Linked DNA regions of Mus musculus: all the other regions are linked to region 7. Evidence: chromatin contacts called from public Hi-C, HiChIP or PLAC-seq and promoter capture Hi-C data. All regions are on one chromosome and are shown on one strand. Each heading gives the region's core, a stretch centred on a gene start, on an enhancer-like site or on the middle of the called end of the contact. The rest is flanking DNA. Distances are from core to core; before and after follow the strand shown.

Region 1 (2,793 bases), core at 251-2,750, 1.2 Mb before region 7:
AGCTGTTGCGTTTTGATCGTGAATATTTATAAGGCTTTAACCTTATAAATATTATAGTTTATGATATTTATAGGGTAAATATAATACTTTAGAGAAAGATATTAATCTGTGGTGAGAAAAGGAACCCTAGTACTAAAAATGATCAATATCTTCTGGGCTTGGATGAGAATCAGGGCTGGCTTAAGGATCTACTTCCAGCGATGCTAATTAATTGTGAGTAAGTAATTGATTCACTTCCTTTGAAAAAAAAGACTAACGAGACCATATGTGGGTTGGTAGTTCTATGTAAAATGACAGCAAAAACATTCTACAAGGCAGGTTCTTGCCCCTTGCTAAGCTGTCTTCTTGAATTCTTCTTCCTATTTATTAAGGACTGCGTTGCTTACCAGTTCCGGTCGGTTCTTTTTTGTCCCGTTCCCCCCCAACCCCCACGCTTCTTTTTGATTTAGGAAATGGGTATGTATGCTTTTCTTGATGTTTTCCCACTTTTTGATACACCGAGGGCCAGCTTGAAAAAGAAACAAACAAGTTGACTGTTCGGTGTTAAGCAATAAATCTATTTTACATTTGAGTTCATTTGCATTTTGGAGCAGAAAAATTATTGGATGTGATTGTGGCCGCCATAGTTCCTCCCTGGGGCTTGCTTAAAACGGGACATCAGTCCCAGGCCTTTGGAGTCAAACCTTTTCCTGTCTTATCTTCTTTCATCTTTAATACGAGTCAGGAACAAAACAGAAGGGAAACGCTTTAAGTGAGATGGGCATAAAGAAGTGTGTGGTTTTTGTTTTTGAGCACACTTTTAAGCCTAGTTTCACTCAAATGAATTTCTCTGCAAACTAAGATTTATTAGGTACCAAGTCCAAATTCAGATATGAAACTATAATAGAAACACAAGCCCAGGGTGTTAAGGAAGAAATAAAAAGGCTTTTTGAAGATAACAATTTAAGAGAAAATTTATTCTTTTTAGGTCTCGGACCTTCCTCACATTGACTCTCTGAAAGTGTTAACCTTCACAACACCTCAGAACACCGCTATCCTGTGAGCTCCCGAAGCCAGTGGCAAGGTTGGTTTATTTTTAAATTTTTATTATTATTATTGTTGTTGTTCGTGATTCTGGGCGACCGGGGAGTTGGGCAACCGGCCCCTCCCCTCCTCTTCCCTCCCCTCCCGGGGCGCACCTTGCAAGGGAGGGGGAGGCGGCGAGGGAGGACTGGCTGTGCGCCTGCGTGCTGCGTTTGCAGCCCCCCCCTCCATCCCCAGAATACCTGTCACTGGAACCGCCCGGGCGCGAGCGCGCCACGTTAGGCCGGATGGCGGGACACGGCGCGGGGCGCGCGTGCGCGGGAGCCCACGGGGTGGGAGTGGGGTGCGCGCGCCGCTCCGCGGGGCTCGCGCCTCGGGGGGTCCGAGGGGGGCGTGGCCCGCAGCGGTGGGCGGGTCGGGGACGCGCTTGCGCACACGCGCGGTCACAGAGGGGGCGTGGCCGGGGGCGGGGCGTCAGGCGGCGCGGCCGGGGGGGAGGGCGCAACAGCTGCTGCGAGCACTTTCTGCCCCAACAGTCCCCCCGCCGGACGCCGGCCGCCCGCCCGCCCGCGCAGGGACCCCGCGCCTGCACTGTCCCCGCGCGGACGAGTAGGGGGCGCCCGCGCCGCTCCCTCGCCCCGCGCCGGAGGTGAGCCCGGCCCCCCGGAGCCTCTGTGGGGGTGGGGGTCCCGGCGCCCGCGGCCGTGGGAGGCGGGCATGGCGCGGCCCCGTCCCGGTCCCCGCGCCGTCGGGGCTAGCGGCAGACGCACAAAGGCCGCGCCGCCTCTGCCGCTCCTTCAGCCCCGCGGCTGGGCGGTGCAGCCGGACGGCCGCAGGTAAAGGGGCGCCGGGGCCGCGTCCCCACGGCTGCGGCCGCGCGTGGGGCTGGGAGGGACGGCCGAGACAATGGCCTGCCCGGCGCGGCGTGGCCGTCGGGGGTCCGGGCCCCTGCGGGAGCTGCGTCCTGCCAACCAAGGAAGGTGTTCGGTTTCACTCCCAAACTTAGAACGTCCCGCAAACTCCCGTGGGAAGTTCGTGCGGGTTGGCGGGAGGCGGCACCGCACATCCGAGGGCGCCGCCCCGTGCGCCTCAGTTTAGCCTCAACGCGAGCGGGCGCGCAGTGAAGGGCGCCCCCGCCTCAGACCCTCGGCGCACGGGAAGCGCATTCTTGGGCGGGGAGGGTGGGGGTGGGGACAGCGGGCGGGGATTTTTCCCGAAAGGTTTGCTTCCTGAAGTGAGCCGAAGTCCCGGGGGCCCACTTCTGGGACCCCCAGTGGGGGCCGGTCCGCACTCACACAGTAGTAGAAACTTTTAAACTTTTTATTGTTTGGGTCGGGGGCTCGGGGTGGTCGTTCCCAACCTTAAGGGCTGTGTCCTGTGAGCCTTAGTTTCTTTCTCTGAGAAACAGGCATTCCTGAGCATGCGTTGATTAAGGGGCACCAGCTTGGGGTCCAGGGCTGTAGGGCACCATGTGTACCCCAGGATCCCGTGGCCAGTTTCCTGGTTTGGGATGGGTTGGAGCCATTAAGTTGTATGTTTTAAGAGGCCTAGGTCTGATTTAGTTCAGGTTGATTCAATTATGTCTTCATCCCTTTTGAGGTGGTTGAATAACTTGACATGAGATTAAGGCCAACAAAAGAGGAGGCAGGGTAGCCACAGCTGCTGGCCATGCCTGGCAACTAGGTAGGGGCCTCAGGGGGCCTTTCACCTCTCTTTGTAAGAGAAAAACGTCCACAGCCTTCTTGACTACTTTTCCCAGAGTAAATCGAC
Region 2 (2,700 bases), core at 63-2,562, 1.5 Mb before region 7:
GGCTGTTTGGTATTTCTTTCAGTGGCTGCTGGCAAGCACTTCAGGTGTAAACACAACTGGAACAAACAGCCTATCCTAGTACACACACTCACACACACACACACACACACACACACACACACACACACACACACACACCACTCAGAGGAGGAGAACAAAGAAGCCCAGACCTCGGACTCGCCAACTCCAGGTGCAGCCAGCTGCCAGGATAGCCTTGGCATTTTATGGGCCACTGTACCCAAACAAAAGGTTTGCTTATCACAGAGCTCATTAAGAAATATGTGCCCCGTAGCTCTACCACAAACATGAGTAACAAGATCTATGTAACTTCGGTGAGTAATTCTCTCACAAGCCACTTCTTTCTTGGATTACAGAGCAGCTCAGCTCTGGCTGATAGCTGGAGCTGCTCACTAGGCCAGGGTAGTTGTCCATAGGGCTGGTAGCAAGACTAGCACCTCTGGGGCCATCTAATGCAGGCAGCTCACTGGCCTCTGCTCTCTTGTTCTAGTTTCTCTGTTTGTCCGGCTGGTTTGTCTTTCCACCTTCTCCCAGCTCCTATCTTCTGTGGTAGATGAACCATATCCATACTTGGTAATGAGGTTCTGCACCCTTGAGCTCCTTAGTGGCTTTGGGTGAGGTAGATGCCAGGCAAGATACTAGGGGAGTCAAAGAGGGGCCTCCGGTTGAATCATTCTTCAACAAAAAGTTGCTGTTCTTATGCTGAGCACAGTAGCTCACGCCTATGATTTCAGAATGTGGGAGATATCAAGTCAAACCCAGAGTACATCATGAGAGGCAGTCCAGCCTGTGCTACTGTGTGAGACCAGGTTTCAAGAGCAAAGTCACTGTTCTTAAAGCAACCAGCACCAATCTACCCTTTCTCCGGGGACATTGCTGCTACCCAGGGGTTCCCAGGCTATTCTGTCCTGCTATATACACACCTTGTAATGAGTCTTTCTGGTAACACACACACACACACACACACACACACACACACAAACACACACCTTGTAATGAGTCTCTCTGGTGATAGCCCTTGCTTTGAATCACCTGCATAGTGGAACCTGTCACCCATTTCGTTTGGACTCTCACTGTGGGTGGTTCCACGGATCTCTTGGCTAACTCGTGGTTTTGAGTTGTAGGAGAGACGGAGTGGGTGGAGTGAACCAGCCTCTGAGATGCATTCCTTTAAGGGGTAGGTGCCAGATATTAGAAGCCACCCTTCCGGAAACAAACTTGGCCGTGAGGGTGTGCTCTTATTTGCAAAACCCCTTTCTATATACATGTACCCGAACAGCTGTTTCCACGGGCCAGGCCCTCTAGAAAGTTTGTACAGTGTAGCTCAGACAAGACAAACACATGGTTCCCAGGAAGTGGGCAGTCATAAGTGTGTCATTGTGGAAAGCTGGCAGAGCCAAGCACCCTCAGGTTCTGCTTGCCAAAAAAACCTTTCTTGGAAGCCTAGAGGAGGGGTGTTGAAAGTGTGTCATGCTGGATCATATGAGGTGTAAGAAGTACAGGAGGCAAGGACCTGCAGATACTAATAAAGCACCTACTATGGGTCTGGCTCTGCCAAACTTGGCCTCCCTTCAGGATAACCTCAGTCTGGTTATGATGGTCTTTCTATAGGTAAGAAGTCTGCCGTCAATGGGGCTTAAATGATACATGACCCCTCAGTCAGCCAGTGAGCCACAGAACTAGAATTCAGCCTCGGGTTTGTGGCTCCAAGCCTGCTTGGGGATGAGGAAAGGGGTCCGCATACTGTCCTTGACACAGAGAAATCAATGGCAAACCAACTGGGTGACTTCCTCGATGCTGGCCCGCTTGCCTAGTGCAAGTTGCTGGAGGAGAAAAGCCACCTGTGACCTTACCCAGTGCTAGACCACGCAGCTGCATTCCTGTCCTGACATAAAGCCGTGACCACTGGCAGAAGAGTAGCACAACTGTTACAGGGTATCTAACCACTTGCTGATTGGATTTGAGGTCTGCTCCACAGGAGGGTCCTCAACTGTACTGTAATCCTGACCCAAAGCCCATGGCTCGGGAGGTCATAAGCCTAGGCAGAACCTGCAAAAGCTATTCACTAAAGGGCATGCTGCCAAAATGCCCTCTAAATATTTATGTCTATACCCATGGCCCCGGGATGTTCTCAACGTTGGTTGGACAAGAGTCAGTGCAGATGTTCATAACTTCTAAAGTGACGAGTGTTCCACTCCACAGAGGACATGCTGATCAACTCCAGCATTATCAAGGTTCAAGACCGGGGTGGGGGTGAGGTATCAAAGCTGGAGAATGAAGAGGGGCACTGGGAAATGAGGTTGTCCAGACACAACATGGCTATCACACATGTGAACCGCCAACAGCTGTGGTTGCCAGCACAAAACCAAGCTGGCCAGAATCCCAGCACAGCGCGGGTAGGTGACCTACAAGACACCCATCCTTTACTGAGAAGCCATTAGAAAGGGAGGGAGCATCTTTAGTTTTTGAACATGTGGCTGCTGGTTGGCTTCCCGAACACAAATGGGAAGTCCTAACTGGACCTGCTGTGTTTATAGAAAAGGAAAAAAAAATGGCAGGAAGTTGAGAGTGGAGCATGCTGGAGAAGAGGCCCGGGGAGTTCTGGAGAAAGGGGGTAAACGTGATCATATTCCATGTGGACAGGAATGGAATTCTCAAAAATGAAGAGAAGATGGGACTGCT
Region 3 (2,748 bases), core at 100-2,599, 1.3 Mb before region 7:
AGCCTGTCACTTACAGGTGCCACGGGCCCCCTACCTTCCAGCAAGCTTGACAATGAACTCTGGGTTCATTTGGTATTGGAACAGTGAGATTTTGTGCAGGGCTCAAAGGCTGTATTTTAGTGGGTTCAAATCCAATAAAATAAATCCTTGGAACGTTTTTTCACCGAGAACCCTGGTCATGGCAAAGATCACATGTGCTGACACCACACCCCACACACCGAGCCTTGATACAGAGCAGGCAAACCGACTGCTAAGAATCAAGACTGTTCCTACCACTGAGAAAATATTCCTCTGTTTTCTTAATTCCCAGATTTGTGGTTTTATGGGAGCCGAAGCACTTAGCTCCAGTCCCCAGTCTGTTTTCCTTTTCTACTCCGCACAAAAGAAGGTCAAAGAACATTTGCTTTCTTGTTGTTTTTTGCTTAGATATTGTGTGTATGAGTATGAACAATGGTCCTGTGGGTTCATACACATATGTGTGCCCACGCACATGTGTGTGTACATAAGTGTTCAGAAGTCAGAGGACATCAAAAACTATCCACCTTGGATTTTTGTTTGTTTTGTTTTAAGATGTATAGCTGAGTGCGGTGGTGAACTCCTTTTAGACCCAGCAGTTAAGAAGCAGGTGGATCTGTACATGAGTTCAAGGCCAGCCTGGTCTGCAAAGTGAGTTCTAGGACAGCCACAGCTACATACACAGAGGAACCCTGTCTCAAATCACTTTTAAATTTTTTTCTTTTTATTATTTTCTTAATTACCAGTCTGTGCTTATGAGTGGTTGTGTCCACACATATGTAGGCACTCATGACAGCCAGACCTCCGGGAGGTGGAGTAACATGTGGTTTCCTCACATTTGTGCTGGGAACCAAACTCGGGTCCCCTACAAGAGCAGCTAAAGGCTTTTAATGACTGAGTCACACACCTTGTTATGGTTTGGGGAAAAGGACTGATTGTTTATTGGTTGGTTGGTTAGTTGGTTGGTTCTTTTTGTTTTTAGACAAAGTCTTTCCGTGTAGTCCCGACTGTCCTGGAAATCACTGCATAGCCCAGGCTGGCCTCCATCTCTCGGAGATCCACCTGCCTCTGCCTCCCAAGTGCTGGGATTAAAGGCGTGTGCCACCACTGCCCAGCCCAAAGCTCCTAAGCAGGCTGGATAGCTGGTACAGCAAGCCCTTGGGATCCTCCTTGCCTCTGGTACCTCAGCTCTGGGATTATAGACGTAGGTCACCATGCCTGGCATTGTACATGCATTCTCAGGAATCAAACTCAGGGCTTTATATCTGTGCATCAAGCAGTTTGCCAACTGAGCCGTCTCCCCAGCCCCTGCTGAATTTCCTTGTTTCCAGCTTTTCCCTAGTGACTCAAAAATAAAAGAGTAGCCATTGGCTTCCTGGTCAGTCTGTGAGCGGTGACTCACTTAGATGAAGTATTTTGGGAGACATTATCTATGGGAATCGGGAGAAATCTGTTCCAGTCACTTGTATGTTAAGCTTTAAAAATGGGGTGTGGTCAGAGTTCTCGGGGAACCTTGAAGAACCATTTGAGTTATTATTCCCAGGCCCGTGCTTATAAAGGTCAAAGCTTGCAATAACCAATCCTGCTCACTATGTGTGGTCAATATATGTGATCTGAAAACACACTGGGAGAAGCGCTGTGATTCTACCCACCGGCTCCACCCCAGTGCACACACTCTAATCTATCTCCCCTCTTGACACACGTGTCTCCAAAAGTCTCCAAATGTAAGATCTGTTCTCTACTCAGAACAAAACCAGTAAACAAAACCCCAATGGACTCAGCAACCAACTTGCAACCTCCTAGGCTATGCCAGTATTTTGTCCAGAAGGAAGGAAGTCCTTGTAGCCCAAGAGAAAGAGATGGGAGATTCTCTGGCAAGTCAGCAGGCAGAAGGTTGATATCGGCTGCTGGCTTTTGTAATTTCCAACTGTAGAAACCGGCAGGCAGTCGGGGCAGATCTCCCGGGTCCTATTAGGTATAAGAGTGTTATTTCCACTCCAAAACCAGGCTGCCTCTGGGTGAGTGGGTGGACACGGGAATGTTGGCCCCTCCCTGACAACAGAAAGGATTCCGCTGGGATCCTGTTCCCAGACTGTAAACACTGAAGCGCCTCTCCAAACACATAATAAAAATCAAGACCCTGCCCCCATTCTTTTTTTTCCTGTGCTATGCATGATTCAAATTTAAATCCTGATAAATATCAGCGTGGAGCCTCCAACTTCATAAACACTGGAATTTTCCAGAATGCACACAAAAGCTTCTGGTGAGAAGATAGCATCCTGGGAGACGTTTTTACAACTTCTACAGTGTATGTGTTCCCTGTCGCAATTTTTTTTTTTGTGTGTTGTTGTTTTGTTTTGAGACAGGGTCTCCTGTAGCCCTGGCTGGCCTTGGACTTACTAGAAAGCTGGGGGTGGACTTGAACTTCTGATCCTCCTGCTTCTGCCTCCCAAACGCTGGCAGGACAGTGGAGCCCACTACTCCTACAAGGTTCTGTTGACTGAGCTCAGGGCCTCCGCCTGCTAGGTGAGCATTCTAACAGCTGACTCCCAGCCCCTGCAACAAGGTTCAGAAGTAAAACAACTAAAACTAAAAACCTCCTAAGGGGCAATGACAATAACTAATGTCACCTCCCTGCCCCCCCCCCAAAAAAAGCCTGTCTCTACAAGTAGAAAGAACAAACTTGGTATCTCTAAGTGCAAACAGCAAGGAGAAGCTTAATAAATTACAAAT
Region 4 (2,811 bases), core at 268-2,767, 1.4 Mb before region 7:
AGCTGAGCCCCCATACATAACCACAGGACACAGGAAGGGAGAGGGGGTGAGAGAGACAGAGACAGAGAGAAACAGACAGAGACAGACAAACGGATTGGCTTGTGCTTTTGAAACCTCAAAGCCCATCCCACTGACATACTTCCTTCAGTAAGGCCCCACCTCCTGATCCTTTCCTCTGACACTTTGAGCGTCATCTCTCAGACTGAAGAGCAGCATCTAACACTAATCCCTCAGAATGCATTTGAGCTCCTGTAAGGTTTTCTTTGTCGTGCGTGTCTGGTATGTGTGCTTATATATGTTTGCCTGTACCTGTGCACATGTGCACCTGAGGCTGATGTTGAGAGTCTTCCTTACGTGTTAAGGGTGTGGTCTCTTGGTTGAACCAGGGGCTCTCAGATACAACTAGCCTATGTTAGCCAGGAATCCTGTTTCCACCTTCCTCCAGTGCACTGGAATCACAAATGGCCGCCATGCCCACCCAGCCTCTTGGGGTCTGGGCTCTGTCTTCACACCTGCCGCTTGCATGGAAGGTGCTTTAGCCACCCGGCCAGCTCCCGACCCGCCTCTCATGTTATCAGGATGAAGTGTTCTGAGCTGTGCTGTGCTCTGTGAGTGTGTGCTGTCTGCTAAGAGAACATCCCAGTTGATAGCGGTGCAGTTGGGAGTCCCCGCTTCCTGAGCAGCTGGGAGGAGATGATACTAACCAATGAGCGCGCATCCTCACGTCACGTGGGAGTTTGAGCGCACCAGCACAGTTTGTGGCCAGTTAGAGCACAGCTCAGAGCCCCCTGAGGAGCTTGTTAAACACGGGTGGCTGAGCCCCAGGCCCAGAGTTTCTGATTCTGTGGATCTGGATCTAAGCAGATGTGAAGAACTTACATCTCTCTAACGAGTCCCCTGGTGAGTCTGGTGCCTCTGGGCCTGTGGCCACACCTTTGGAACCGGTTGCTTAGCTCACCTGGTTGAAGGAATCAAAGATGCAGATTTGACTAGGTACCGCCCTGTTGAGGAAGCCACTGGCTCTAGGGGGCGCTAAAGGATGGAGGATGGGTGCTCATTAACTCAACTCTCCTCCACTGCCTAAAAGTAGCAAAAAAAAAAAAAAAAAAGTTAGCAGGCAAGTTCATTCATTTATTCATTCATTCACTCATATCTCTAACCTCCTTTTCCTTCCAACATTACTTTCTTCCCCTCCTTCTTCTGAAAGAGGATCTCATTTAGCCTAGGCTATCTCATAGTCCTACTGCCCCCGCCCCTAAATGCTGGGTTTACAAGTGTTTTCCTGGGGAGACAGGAGCAAATGTCTATTTAGCTCATATATAATTTTTATTTCATTTATTTGTTTGATTGATTGTTGTTCCTTCGGGACGCTAATACTTGAATTCAGCAGACTCTGATGACACAGCCCCAGCTCTCCGAGTGACCCCTTTCCATTCCTGTCTGTATCCTAAATATCAAGGATAAATGAGGGGGGTTCACCGTCGTCATTGTCATCGTCGTCGTGCGTGCACCTGTGCACCGTTGCTGTGGTTACTGAAAGGATACTGTCTGTTTGTTGTTGTAGTCAGTGAGATCGAGCGAAGGGATCCCCCGCTCGGAAGAAAGTAACGTGAAAGACTCCAGCTGCCAAGTAAGTGACCGTGAACTCAGCCTGCGGGCAGGTTCAGCCTCGCGACCTGGAAGTTCATATCCACTTGTGAAACATTGCCTGGTTAAGCACCCACTGTATACCCAGCAGTATTGGGCTCTACAGACATGGTATGGGGCGAGTCCTCAGCGCTTCTCTCTCCATGTAGAAAGTTTCTTCCCAGACTTCCAGTGTTAGCAGAAATGTCACCTCCTCAAAGAGCTCCTGTGCCCCGCGGTCATCCCTGTCATAGAGTTTGCTCCCTTCTTGGTGCTGTAACAATTCTCATGTCTCTCCTGATCCTTCCCACCCATGTCTGGAACATTGTAGAGCAAGCAGGTGCTTCTAGGTTTCTCTCATCTTCTGTGGTGTCTGGCACAGAGACTTATTAGATCAACAATGCTCATCTCCTTGCTTTCTTTACTATTGACAAACAGAACGCTTGACATCTGTGCAGGTGCCTTCCTTTAAAAATGAGACCATGGGCTGGGTGGTGGCCCGCAGCCCTCTTCGTACAGGGTTTGCCTCACACATGGGAAGCCCTGGGCTCCATCCTGGCACTGCATAGAACCAGGCATGGTAGCACACGCCTGCAATCCCAGCACTTAGGAGGCAGAGGGAGGAAAATTAGCTGTTCAACATCATTACTAACCCCCTATTTTATAATACAGCACTCTTTTAATTTAAATAGATACTTCCATAAAAAATATCAGAGCTCTTTTGTTAACTTTAATAATACAAAGAAGTGCTTAAAAGCCTGTGTTTTAGACTCAAAGGGACTGGGTCTGATCCTGGCTTAAAGGGTTTTTCTGTTTGCTTGTTTTTATGGATTTTTTTGCTATAGTTGTTTGGAAAGATTGCCAATCTCCCAGTCCCTCAGTTCCCTTACCTAGGAGGATGTAGGGGACGCAGACTCCATAGAGCAAGCGTCCTGCCTAGATGAATCAGTACTGGGCAAGCACTAGGAACACTCCTGGTGTGGAGGCTCAATAAACAATTTAATGTCAGGGTAGGCTGCCAGAGCGAAACGCCATACAGTGAGTGACTCAAACCACAGGAATTTCTCTCACACGTTTCTGTTGGCTGGAAAGGCTACAAGCAAAGTATTGGCGAGGTTCTCTCCCTTGCATGCAAATGGCTGCCTTCCACCTTGCAGGGGAAACGGGAGGAAAGAGGAGGAACGA
Region 5 (2,752 bases), core at 162-2,661, 1.1 Mb before region 7:
CTTTGAGCAGGGAGAGGGGGAGGGTTTTTATTTTTATTTTTTTCCTTGTTATTTTCATCTTTTAGGGTGTGGAGCACGTGCACACACCCACACACACCCACACACACACACCCCTTACTGAGTTACCCTGCTCTCCAGCTCTTGCCTGTCCACAGTCTAGTCTGACTTTCCCAGTGGTCCGAACAGGGGGTGTTCTGTGTGATAATTAGCACCATGACTTCAGCCCACTCTACATAATGCAGTGCTCCATCTGCATTGACCTTTGTCGTTGTTGCCCCAGAATAGCAAAATTGTTAGAAATTCGGCTTGTCAGGTTTCACTAGACCTGCTGGGTCAGGCACCACGTGGGTGGGGCAGCACCTAGGTCCTTTGCAGGCAGGGACTGGGTTGTCCTAGGATCGGATCCTTCCTGAGGACAGCCATGGACTGGACTCCAAACGGAGCAGAGAGCAGCTGTCTAGATCATAAAGGTGAACAATGTCATCCTGCAGTTAGCTCAAACATACACATCTTTGAAAACTTGCCCTGGTTGTCAGTTGTGGGTGCGGGGGCAAGGGAATGGTCTTTGCTCCTGCTGGAGCCATTGGTGGTGACACTTAATAGTTTTAAGGGAAGAGCCTGCAGATCTTGTTTTGCTATTTCCCCCAGCGGCATCAGAAACCCAGTTTAATTTAGAAAAAGAACAAACCAGGCTGAGAAGGTTGCCAGAGTACTTGCTTAGAGCGTTAAGCCCTGGCAGGGGAGAGCTATGGTGGGCATGTCCAACATACATTGTTATTAGACCGAAGGAGGCTTTGTCTCCTTGATGGCGTCCTTGATGGCATCCTTGATGGCGTGCCTATGTCAACAGCAGGCATTCCAACAGCGTCATTCACTCCGGTCTGCTCACTACCTGTTAGGATGCCTCCACCTTCTGCCTAGCAGTGGAAGCGGGCAAGTTGTCCTGTGGCGGCTCATCCCCAGAATCCCAGCGTGTGGGAGGTGGAGGCAAAAGGACCGGGAGTTTAAGCCTGGTCTGTCTCAAAAAGACAACAGACCAGCCAGCCACCAATAAAAACCCCAGTAGATGGTCCTGGAGGGGAAAACTTTCTAACCCTGAGAGGAGGAGCCTCTGGTCCTCCATGCAGCAGTGTGAGAGTTGAACCTGTCTCTTCTGCTCTACCATGCCTCCTCCTGTCTGTCACTTAAAAAGATGATCCCAGGGTTCTGTTCCGAGTACCCTGCAGCTCACAAGCCAAGGGTTGATGCCCGCCTGCATGAGGGCTTTGTATGTATGTATGTATGTATGTATGTATGTATGTATGTATGCATGTGCACCTGTGTGCGTGGTGCTTGAGGCCTGAAGAGAGCATGCGATCCCTTGGAACTAGAGTCACAGATGGTTGTGAGCCACCACGAGTGGGTGCTAGAAGCTGAGCTCTTCCTCCGGAAGAACAGCCAGTGCTCATGACCACAGAGCCATCTCTCCATCCTGTAGGGCTTGGTGTGTGCACGTGTGTGTGTGTGTGTGTGTGTGTGTGTGTTTGCCAGGTATGGTGGCTTAAGCCTTTAATTCCAGCATCCAGAAGGCAGAGGCAGGTGGATCTCTGAGTTCAAGACTAGCCAGGTCTATAGCTCTAGTTCCAGTACAGCCGGGGCTGTACAAAGAAACCCTGTCTCAATTCACCCCCCCCACCCCAATTTAAAATTTGTTTTAATCTCTTTTTTTGGGGAGGGGGGCAGGGTCTTAATGCAACTCAGGGTGGCCTTAGACTATCATGTAGCTGGGGACAATCTTTATTGGCCTCCACCTTGACTGATGGTTGTGGCTCAGTTGCTATCTTATTCTGTCCAAATTAATACACTCAAATCTTACAACTGTGATACAGGGTTGTGTTTTAAGTTTCCCTATGTGTCTGACATTTTTGCTAATACGTATCAATCTCGTAAGTTTAGGAACGGGCCAAAAATCTTTCAGTCCAAGTGAACGGAAGCTTCAAACCTTTGCCACACGGTGGCGCTGGCATCAGGCACATGGCACTCTGTGGCTGCTCCTTCCTGGTGCTGAGAGTTCTGTGTGACCAGAGTGATGTGGCTTTGGGTTTTCGAGAGGATGCACAGTGGCTCTGGCAGCCAATCCTGTCCGCGAGTAGTATTTTTCACAGCCCTTGCCATCCTGATGAAATTGCTCTCAATAAAAAAAATCTACCAAGTCAAATAGTCTGTCAATGGTTCAAATCCCCCAATAGTACTGAAGTCTGGATAGTGGAAAATAAGGATCTACATTCACCCTTCCTCCACTGCCTTTTCTCCTGATTGGATGACTGTACGAGCTTGTGTGGTGTGTGTTTGTGAGTGTATGGGAGAGTGTGTGAATGAATGTGTGTGTGCATGTATGTGCATGTGTGCTTGTGTGTGGTGGTGACCTTTGCAGAGCTTCAACTCGTGTCTAGTCACTCTTGCGTTTGAATCTTCTCCATTTCAAAGGCACTTGGTGAGGTGGTAGAAGGATTCGGGAGGATCAGGAGGTCAAGGTCAAGGTCAAGGTCAAGGTTGGCTACTGAGCATCTTTGAAGCCAGCCAGTGCTACACTGCTGTTTGTCCCAAAACCAACTCCCATTCTCACACACAAAATGCCAAGCAAACCGAACAACAACCAAAAACAGCTTAGTTGGCGAGTGCCTGGTAACAGGCAAACCCTAGGTCCCATCCTCAGAACCACATTCTCTGGGTTTGGAGTTGTGTGGTATAAAGGGTTATCATCTGAGCCAGA
Region 6 (2,941 bases), core at 160-2,659, 1.2 Mb before region 7:
GAGCGAGCAGAGGTACCTAAAGTTCAATTCCAACAACCACATGAAAGCTCACAAGCATCTGTATGGTTACAATGTACTTACATACATAAAATAAATAAATCTTAAAAATAAAAAGAATGCATATTAACGGCTGGGTGTGTTGGTACACATCTCTAATTCCAGCTCACCAGAGGCAGGGCTAGTAGGATCTCTGTGAGTTGCTAGTCTACCTAGCAAGTTCTAGGCAGCCAGGACTACATAGAGGTACTCTGTCTCAAAAAGCAAAATATATAAATAAATAATGTTAGGGAAGTACCTGAATTGGTAGGGTGATTGCTCAGCACATGAGACACTGGGCTCCACTCCTTCAATGATAATAACTTGTAATTCAAGACATGAAGGCTAGGAGTTCAAAGTCTGCCTCAGCTACAAAGCAAATTATAGCTGGCAGCCTGGACTTCCATGATAGCTTGTCTCAAATATATAATTTATATACCCACTATATGTGTGTGTGTGTATTTTGGATATATATATATATATATATATATATATATATATATATATATATATATGCGTGTGTGTGTTTGGATATATATGTGTGTGTGTGTTTATCTATAAATATTGATATATTTGTTTTATTTATATACCCACTATATGTGTGTGTGTATTTTGGAGATATATTTGGCTATATATATATAGCCAAAAACAGTCTCCTCGTTTAAGAAAAGAGTCAGGATGAAGCTGTTTCAAGCAAAAAACCAGCTCTCTCACATTTCTTCCTGACACAAACATTTGTTGACAGGCTTTTGGTCACTAAGCTAGCCTGAGTTCAGAACTGAGAAAAGGATCAAGAAATCAGTACTCCCTAGCCAAACACACTCTCATTTGTAACCCATTTCTGGCCAAATTCTGTAAGGCTGGGGCTTGTATGTAAGGCTTCCTAGGAACACGGGCCAGCCTATCTGGGGACCACGCCCATTTACAGTTCCACATGAAACCTGGAGGCCGGCCAGGGCTATGGCCAAATAGTTACTGCACCAGAATTAGTTAATCACAGGCCCCGGGGGAGATAGAGAGAACCCCCTCCACATGGACTAGCAGGGTATGGGGAGGTTCTGAGCTTCTGTCTTGGACACCCCAAGACCCTCAGCTATGTCCACTCTGCCCAAACTCCCCAGACCTCAGCAAATCGGGATAGCCTATCCGGGTTTAGGCCACAGACTGCTTTAGGCAGAGGTAGGAGAGAGAGAAAGAGAGAGAGAGAGAGAGAGAGAGAGAGAGAGAGAGAGAGAGAGAGAGAGAGAGAGAGAGAGATGGTGCAAGCAGGTTTCGAAATCTTGATGATTTCATGAACCAGTCAGTGTCTCCTTGCAGAAAAGCGCCGCGATTGGCGTCGGAGAATAACCGGCTTTGGGAAGCTTTCTAACTATCCAGGAGCCGCTGAAGCGGCCAGGCATCCCGGTCTGCCTGTTTCCATCCTCCAGAGGGAGTTCATTCACCTGATAACAAGGCTCGCAGAAAATAAACTGTCACACACTCGCTGCTTCTCACTTCCTGTTCTCTCTGGCAAACGCCCGAGGTTGTCCTCCTCGCTTCTGTTTCCTGTTTGGCTTTTCCATTGTATTCATTTAGATTTCTAGTCTTAAGAGTTATTCACTAAGCTGTCTTTTCAGCTGGCATAGGTGAATTGTTCGTAATAATGCGTTGCATTATGGCCTTTTTGGACATGTATATGATGAATATGGTACTCCACCCCTCCCCCACCTTCCAAAATGCCCCCCCCTTTACTTTTTTTTTTTTTTTTTTTTTTATCTTTGTGTGTGTGTGTGTGTGTGTGTGTGTATCCCTGGCTGTTGTGGAACTCACTCTGTAGACCAGGCTGGCTGCCTGTTTCTGCCTGCCAAGTGCTGGGATTAAAGGCACGAACAAGTATCCCCCTTTTATTTTTAAAATGGCCATTCTATCTTGCGCATTACCCAATGAGTTTAATTAGGGTTGTTTTCAGGAGTGTAGGTGGGAGAGGTGTTTGAGCATCTTAAACTAGTCAACATTTAAAAGTCGACCTTCTCTTCAAGAAACTGGTGTCTTTAACCTCAAAAGGAGAGTAGCTGTAGTCACTAGAATGGCATTCTGTATGTTTCTGTAGCGTATGAACTACATAAATAAAACTAGTTCAAATGTTACCTTGAAATCATTGGGACATGGTACCTATTTATTTATTTATTTTAATTTAATAACTTTAGTTTTGTGGCGAACGAAGCTGAGTACCATGTGGCTGAGTCACATCCCCCCCCCCCTCCAGCGCTCATTTCAATTTTAAAACTTCCTTAAATATCCCTTAACCAATGAGAAGGCAGTATCAAGGTACAAAGTTGTGGAAAACGCATCAAGGAGACCCATTACTTTCTTTGCTAATCCAGAAAGATTAATCTTAAAAAATGTAAAAAAAAAAAAAATTAGGAAAAATCCTGCCCCTTTTGTCTCTCCATATAAACAATCCTACATAAACAGTCCAAAAGCTGACACAGACGACGCCCATTGTCCCTGCTAGTGTGGTTAAAAGTAGCGTCGGCGCGATAAACCCAGTGATTCAGACGTGGAGAATATTGGTAATGTTGTAGGTATGCAAATAGAAATTAGTCGGGTCCCAGGAAGACTCTGTAATTCTAAATTCTGTAAATAAAGTTAAAATCGAGAGCGTATCTGAGGTTACCCGGAATCTATTTGCATACAGGCTTATCTTGTTTTTTTAGGCAGAAGAAGAAGGGTGGGGAGGGGAGGAGGAAGAAGGAAAAAAAAAAAATCCCAATTTTCACCACATGTTCTCAAAATATGTCGCCTAAGACGACACCGGGTCGCAGGCCTAAGTGCTGACTATAGAGAACCCAAATGCACGAAAACGGTCTCCGTGGAAGCAGCAACCATGCCGCTGGCCTCGGGTCATCTTACTGAGAAAATTGCA
Region 7 (2,703 bases), core at 60-2,559:
GTCACTCTGACTCCCTTTTTTCATATCATCCTCTTTGGTGTGACAAACTGTCTTATGGCACCTGGGACACGTTCCCTAGACTGCAACAAAACCGTAACCTTGCTACCTCATCTCAGCCCCAGTGCCTGCCCGTTCATATCCCCTCGATTCTTTGTGGCACTCTGGCCTACCACCCTAGTTGGTCAGGAGTTTGCATGCTAATATTTCTCTTCCCCAAGTTGGGGGTGACACACGGAGAAGAGCTCTTACCAATTCCTGTTGCACGCAATAGCTGCCAGACATGATGAAAGGGCAGTTCAAATCTTGCCCCTCCTGGCTGTCATCGAACCCTCTTTTATCAATTTCTTCTCCTCTGGCATTTCTTCAACAACAAACTCAAAAAACTCTCTAATCAAACAACTAATTTACTGTTACGGGACTACGGGCTGCTAGCCACAAAGCCTGAGTCTCATGGTTACGGAGTGTGCCCTGATGGTGAGGATCAGCAATGCCCGAACATGCGACAACCCCGGACAACAGGAAATAGTCCAAATTGCTCTCCGGCCTCAACATCACCCCTTCTTAGTTCCTCCTCTTTTATATTGAACGAAAGGGAGGGATGGTAGTTACTAGACATCTTCCACAACCTACCCAGGGACCCTGAGACGGCAATTACGTCATCAGTAGGAGCCAAGTTGAGCCACATTCCTCCCCTGCGCATGTGCTATAGTCCCTAAAAGGCGGACTTTCTTCCCGCCTCTTTTTGATCAACGCCCTTGCTCACCTCCACCCTTCCCAGAGGCAGCCACTCTAAGCCCCTCCCCAATAAACCTCTCAGAGTCTGACCCTTGGAGTGACTTTGTGGCTTAGATCATAACAGGAAATAAAAAGGGGCTGTGGAACCTTCTGGGTAAGCTCAAGGTTAGAGCTAAGGTCAGTTCTTCAGTGCAGGATTCTCGGGGAAGAGTTGCAAATAGTTGTGAGTCACCTAATGTGGGCGCTGGGATTCGTTGCAAGAGCAGCACAGACTCTTAGCCACTATGCCTTCTTTCCAGTTCACCATCCCCAAGCAATTCTAACAAACCCTCCATGCTGCGTGAAATACTGAAGCCCCCGTGGAGCAGAGCCCCAATGAATTCTCCCATCTACTACACACTAATCTCTTTTTTTTTTTTTTTTAAGTTACTTATATTGTACATGCAGATGCTTGAGTCTGTTTCCACCATGTGAGCTGGCTGGCAGGAAACCAGGCTTGGTGACGTGTGCCCTACCCCTGCTGAGCCATCTCACCGGCTCAACCCAGCAGCAGGGCAAAGGCCCCGCCCCGGTGTTACGCTGCCGGATCTGCCCTAGGGGAGCACCCCGGGATTTGGGGCTCCACTCTCCCAGGCCGGCAGCGCATCCTCCTGGCATCTGCGAAGGAATGAGCGTCTCCAGGAGGGCAAGATGCAAAGGCGCAAGGCGACCACAGAGTCCCTGGCATGCCTGGGATAGGGTGGAGGGATCGGTGTACTCGGGTCTTAGACTCCACGACCTTTCCCGGTTCCTCGGGAGAGCACCGCCTGGGAGTCGGGCTGGGTGCAAGGGGCCAGCGCCCTCTAGGCAGCGGAAGTGGCGCTGGTTGTACATCCGTCCCCGCCTCACAGAGTTGGGAGAAGACTGGCTGGTGCGGGAAATATGCAGGAGAAAAGTCTTTGCATAATGTAGAGCGAGCCGTGGGGCTCCGGGAGCGGCGCCCCAAGGTCTGGGGCCATGAACGCGAGCGTGGAAGGAGACACCTTTTCTGGATCGATGCAAAGTAAGTACTGAACAGACGCAGCTGGGGCCTGGCCCGGACAGAGCCAGCAGGCCCCGGGATCGGGGTGACGGCGCACCTTGCATGCCTGTCCCCGCCAGCCCAGTCGGCGTGTCAGGTCGGGAGCCGCCTGGAACTCTTGCAGTACCCCAGGGGAGGCAAGACCAGGGGAGGCCACGCGGCGAGGAGACTGTCACCACCTCCCCTGCCCCGCCGGGTGGAGTTTGGGGCGCAGAGGAGAGGAGAAAGTGGGGTGATCCAGGCCAACTGGTAGGGAAACTTCTGCTTCAGTGGCTCAGGTTGGAGCATCCCTGAGGGGCTCGCGGACAGGTTTGCAGAGCCATCCTGGCACTCAGGGTAGGGGATGATATGGGTGTGAAAGACCTGGCTGGGGGTGACTTGCAGTGAGTTTGAGGTTCTGCTATTTTCCTGACATCCTATAAGCTATTGCTATCTCCATGTGCCTTTGTTCCCCAAAGTACGGGCCACGGACTGAACCGTGGACCGGCCACCTGGAGCGCATGTGTTCAAAACAGGCTGCTTGGTCCATCCCCTGCAGGTCTCCGAGGGAGGGTGGGGCCGGAATCCCAGGTCTTTCCTTGTGCCTGGAGCCTCAGATGTTTGAAAAGCTGTGGACAAGGTTCGCAAACACCTGAGTCACTTTGCTAACTGCAGATATTATAGCCATTGGCTCCCCAAACTTGCCTGAGTGTCCTCTGAACTCTAAACCCAGTCCCCACCCACCCCATGTGTCTCAGTGTCTTCCAGTGCTGTGGACTTCGGGTTGTGTTTTAAAGAGGGACGACCCCACCAGATGACTTACTCTGGAATGGGAAATCAGTCCCCACATCAGAGAATTTATCTATAAGGATCCTAAGGAGAGATCTGTCTTTGTTTTGTTGTTGTTGTTGTTGTTTGGTTTTGTTTTT

The links. Promoter capture Hi-C pulls out the DNA fragments that hold promoters and counts their contacts. Hi-C and Micro-C count contacts between places; a contact is called where the count stands out from the background. HiChIP or PLAC-seq counts read pairs in DNA pulled down with a chosen protein or histone mark.
Region 1: a contact with region 7 is called in an HNF4G HiChIP or PLAC-seq map of pancreatic cancer cells. The contact joins the promoter of Zfp217 here to the promoter of Zfp64 in region 7. A contact is called at or near these places in 9 of 39 promoter capture datasets (the 3T3-L1 cell line, 3T3-L1-derived adipocytes, the C10 cell line and 5 more), 3 of 484 Hi-C or Micro-C datasets (B cells, the G1E-ER4 cell line and embryonic stem cells), 12 of 115 datasets of contacts at active chromatin or transcription factors (the 230-238 cell line, the NIH/3T3 cell line, acute myeloid leukemia and 7 more) and 2 of 9 other capture datasets (adipose tissue and embryonic stem cells).
Region 2: a FOXA1 HiChIP or PLAC-seq map of pancreatic cancer cells shows a contact between it and region 7. The contact joins the enhancer-like site here to the promoter of Zfp64 in region 7. A contact is called at or near these places in 1 of 39 promoter capture datasets (hippocampal neurons), 1 of 15 datasets of contacts at CTCF or cohesin (large pre-B cells) and 5 of 115 datasets of contacts at active chromatin or transcription factors (acute myeloid leukemia, astrocytes, large pre-B cells and 2 more).
Region 3: a contact with region 7 is called in a promoter capture Hi-C map of liver, with 3 times the contacts expected there. The contact joins the enhancer-like site here to the promoter of Zfp64 in region 7. A contact is called at or near these places in 5 of 39 promoter capture datasets (the 3T3-L1 cell line, 3T3-L1-derived adipocytes, hippocampal neurons and 1 more), 1 of 484 Hi-C or Micro-C datasets (B cells) and 15 of 115 datasets of contacts at active chromatin or transcription factors (the 230-238 cell line, T-cell acute lymphoblastic leukemia, acute myeloid leukemia and 8 more).
Region 4: a contact with region 7 is called in an H3K4me3 HiChIP or PLAC-seq map of pro-B cells, with 9 times the contacts expected there. The contact joins the promoter of Bcas1os2 here to the promoter of Zfp64 in region 7. A contact is called at or near these places in 8 of 39 promoter capture datasets (the 3T3-L1 cell line, 3T3-L1-derived adipocytes, the C10 cell line and 3 more), 2 of 15 datasets of contacts at CTCF or cohesin (large pre-B cells and pro-B cells), 4 of 484 Hi-C or Micro-C datasets (the G1E-ER4 cell line, the MNK3 cell line, the N1E-115 cell line and 1 more), 9 of 115 datasets of contacts at active chromatin or transcription factors (T-cell acute lymphoblastic leukemia, astrocytes, embryonic forebrain and 6 more) and 3 of 9 other capture datasets (adipose tissue, macrophages and pancreatic islet).
Region 5: a contact with region 7 is called in an H3K4me3 HiChIP or PLAC-seq map of the SCID.adh cell line, with 17 times the contacts expected there. The contact joins the enhancer-like site here to the promoter of Zfp64 in region 7. A contact is called at or near these places in 15 of 39 promoter capture datasets (the 3T3-L1 cell line, 3T3-L1-derived adipocytes, the C10 cell line and 10 more), 2 of 15 datasets of contacts at CTCF or cohesin (large pre-B cells and pro-B cells), 5 of 484 Hi-C or Micro-C datasets (the G1E-ER4 cell line and cortical neurons), 17 of 115 datasets of contacts at active chromatin or transcription factors (the NIH/3T3 cell line, the SCID.adh cell line, SST interneurons and 14 more) and 2 of 9 other capture datasets (adipose tissue and liver).
Region 6: a contact with region 7 is called in a Hi-C map of B cells, with 6 read pairs. The contact joins the enhancer-like site here to the promoter of Zfp64 in region 7. A contact is called at or near these places in 11 of 39 promoter capture datasets (the 3T3-L1 cell line, 3T3-L1-derived adipocytes, the C10 cell line and 6 more), 2 of 484 Hi-C or Micro-C datasets (B cells and the G1E-ER4 cell line) and 14 of 115 datasets of contacts at active chromatin or transcription factors (the 230-238 cell line, the NIH/3T3 cell line, craniofacial prominence and 6 more).

Annotation. Positions count from the first base shown.
Region 1 is chr2:170,129,927-170,132,719 of GRCm38.p6, reverse strand. Zfp217 (zinc finger protein 217) reads left to right here and starts at 1,500. Exons shown (of 6, transcript NM_001033299.3): 1 at 1,500-1,672.
Region 2 is chr2:170,444,688-170,447,387 of GRCm38.p6, reverse strand. No RefSeq gene overlaps it. Among named protein-coding and RNA genes, the nearest start is that of Bcas1, 18 kb to the right of the region's middle. Within about 2 kb of position 1,312, at least 30 of the 459 cell types and tissues checked have an H3K27ac peak or open chromatin away from gene starts, as enhancers often do. A contact at or near this core is called in pancreatic cancer cells, where this site is marked.
Region 3 is chr2:170,267,587-170,270,334 of GRCm38.p6, reverse strand. No RefSeq gene overlaps it. Among named protein-coding and RNA genes, the nearest start is that of Gm34542, 50 kb to the left of the region's middle. Within about 2 kb of position 1,349, at least 71 of the 459 cell types and tissues checked have an H3K27ac peak or open chromatin away from gene starts, as enhancers often do. A contact at or near this core is called in liver, where this site is marked.
Region 4 is chr2:170,355,067-170,357,877 of GRCm38.p6, reverse strand. It overlaps Bcas1os2 (breast carcinoma amplified sequence 1, opposite strand 2), which reads right to left and starts at 1,517. Exons shown (of 8, transcript NR_040610.1): 1 at 1,480-1,517; 2 at 959-1,080. It overlaps Bcas1 (breast carcinoma amplified sequence 1), which reads left to right. Exons shown (of 13, transcript NM_029815.2): 11 at 1,565-1,630.
Region 5 is chr2:170,103,305-170,106,056 of GRCm38.p6, reverse strand. No RefSeq gene overlaps it. Among named protein-coding and RNA genes, the nearest start is that of Zfp217, 27 kb to the left of the region's middle. Within about 2 kb of position 1,411, at least 10 of the 459 cell types and tissues checked have an H3K27ac peak or open chromatin away from gene starts, as enhancers often do. A contact at or near this core is called in the SCID.adh cell line and embryonic stem cells, where this site is marked.
Region 6 is chr2:170,153,694-170,156,634 of GRCm38.p6, reverse strand. No RefSeq gene overlaps it. Among named protein-coding and RNA genes, the nearest start is that of Zfp217, 24 kb to the right of the region's middle. Within about 2 kb of position 1,409, at least 201 of the 459 cell types and tissues checked have an H3K27ac peak or open chromatin away from gene starts, as enhancers often do. A contact at or near this core is called in the 230-238 cell line, 3T3-L1-derived adipocytes, B cells and 7 more, where this site is marked.
Region 7 is chr2:168,954,193-168,956,895 of GRCm38.p6, reverse strand. Zfp64 (zinc finger protein 64) reads left to right here and starts at 1,309. Exons shown (of 6, transcript NM_009564.2): 1 at 1,309-1,777. The coding sequence starts at 1,732. Gm39993 (a long non-coding RNA gene) reads right to left here and starts at 813. Exons shown (of 2, transcript XR_867023.3): 1 at 250-813.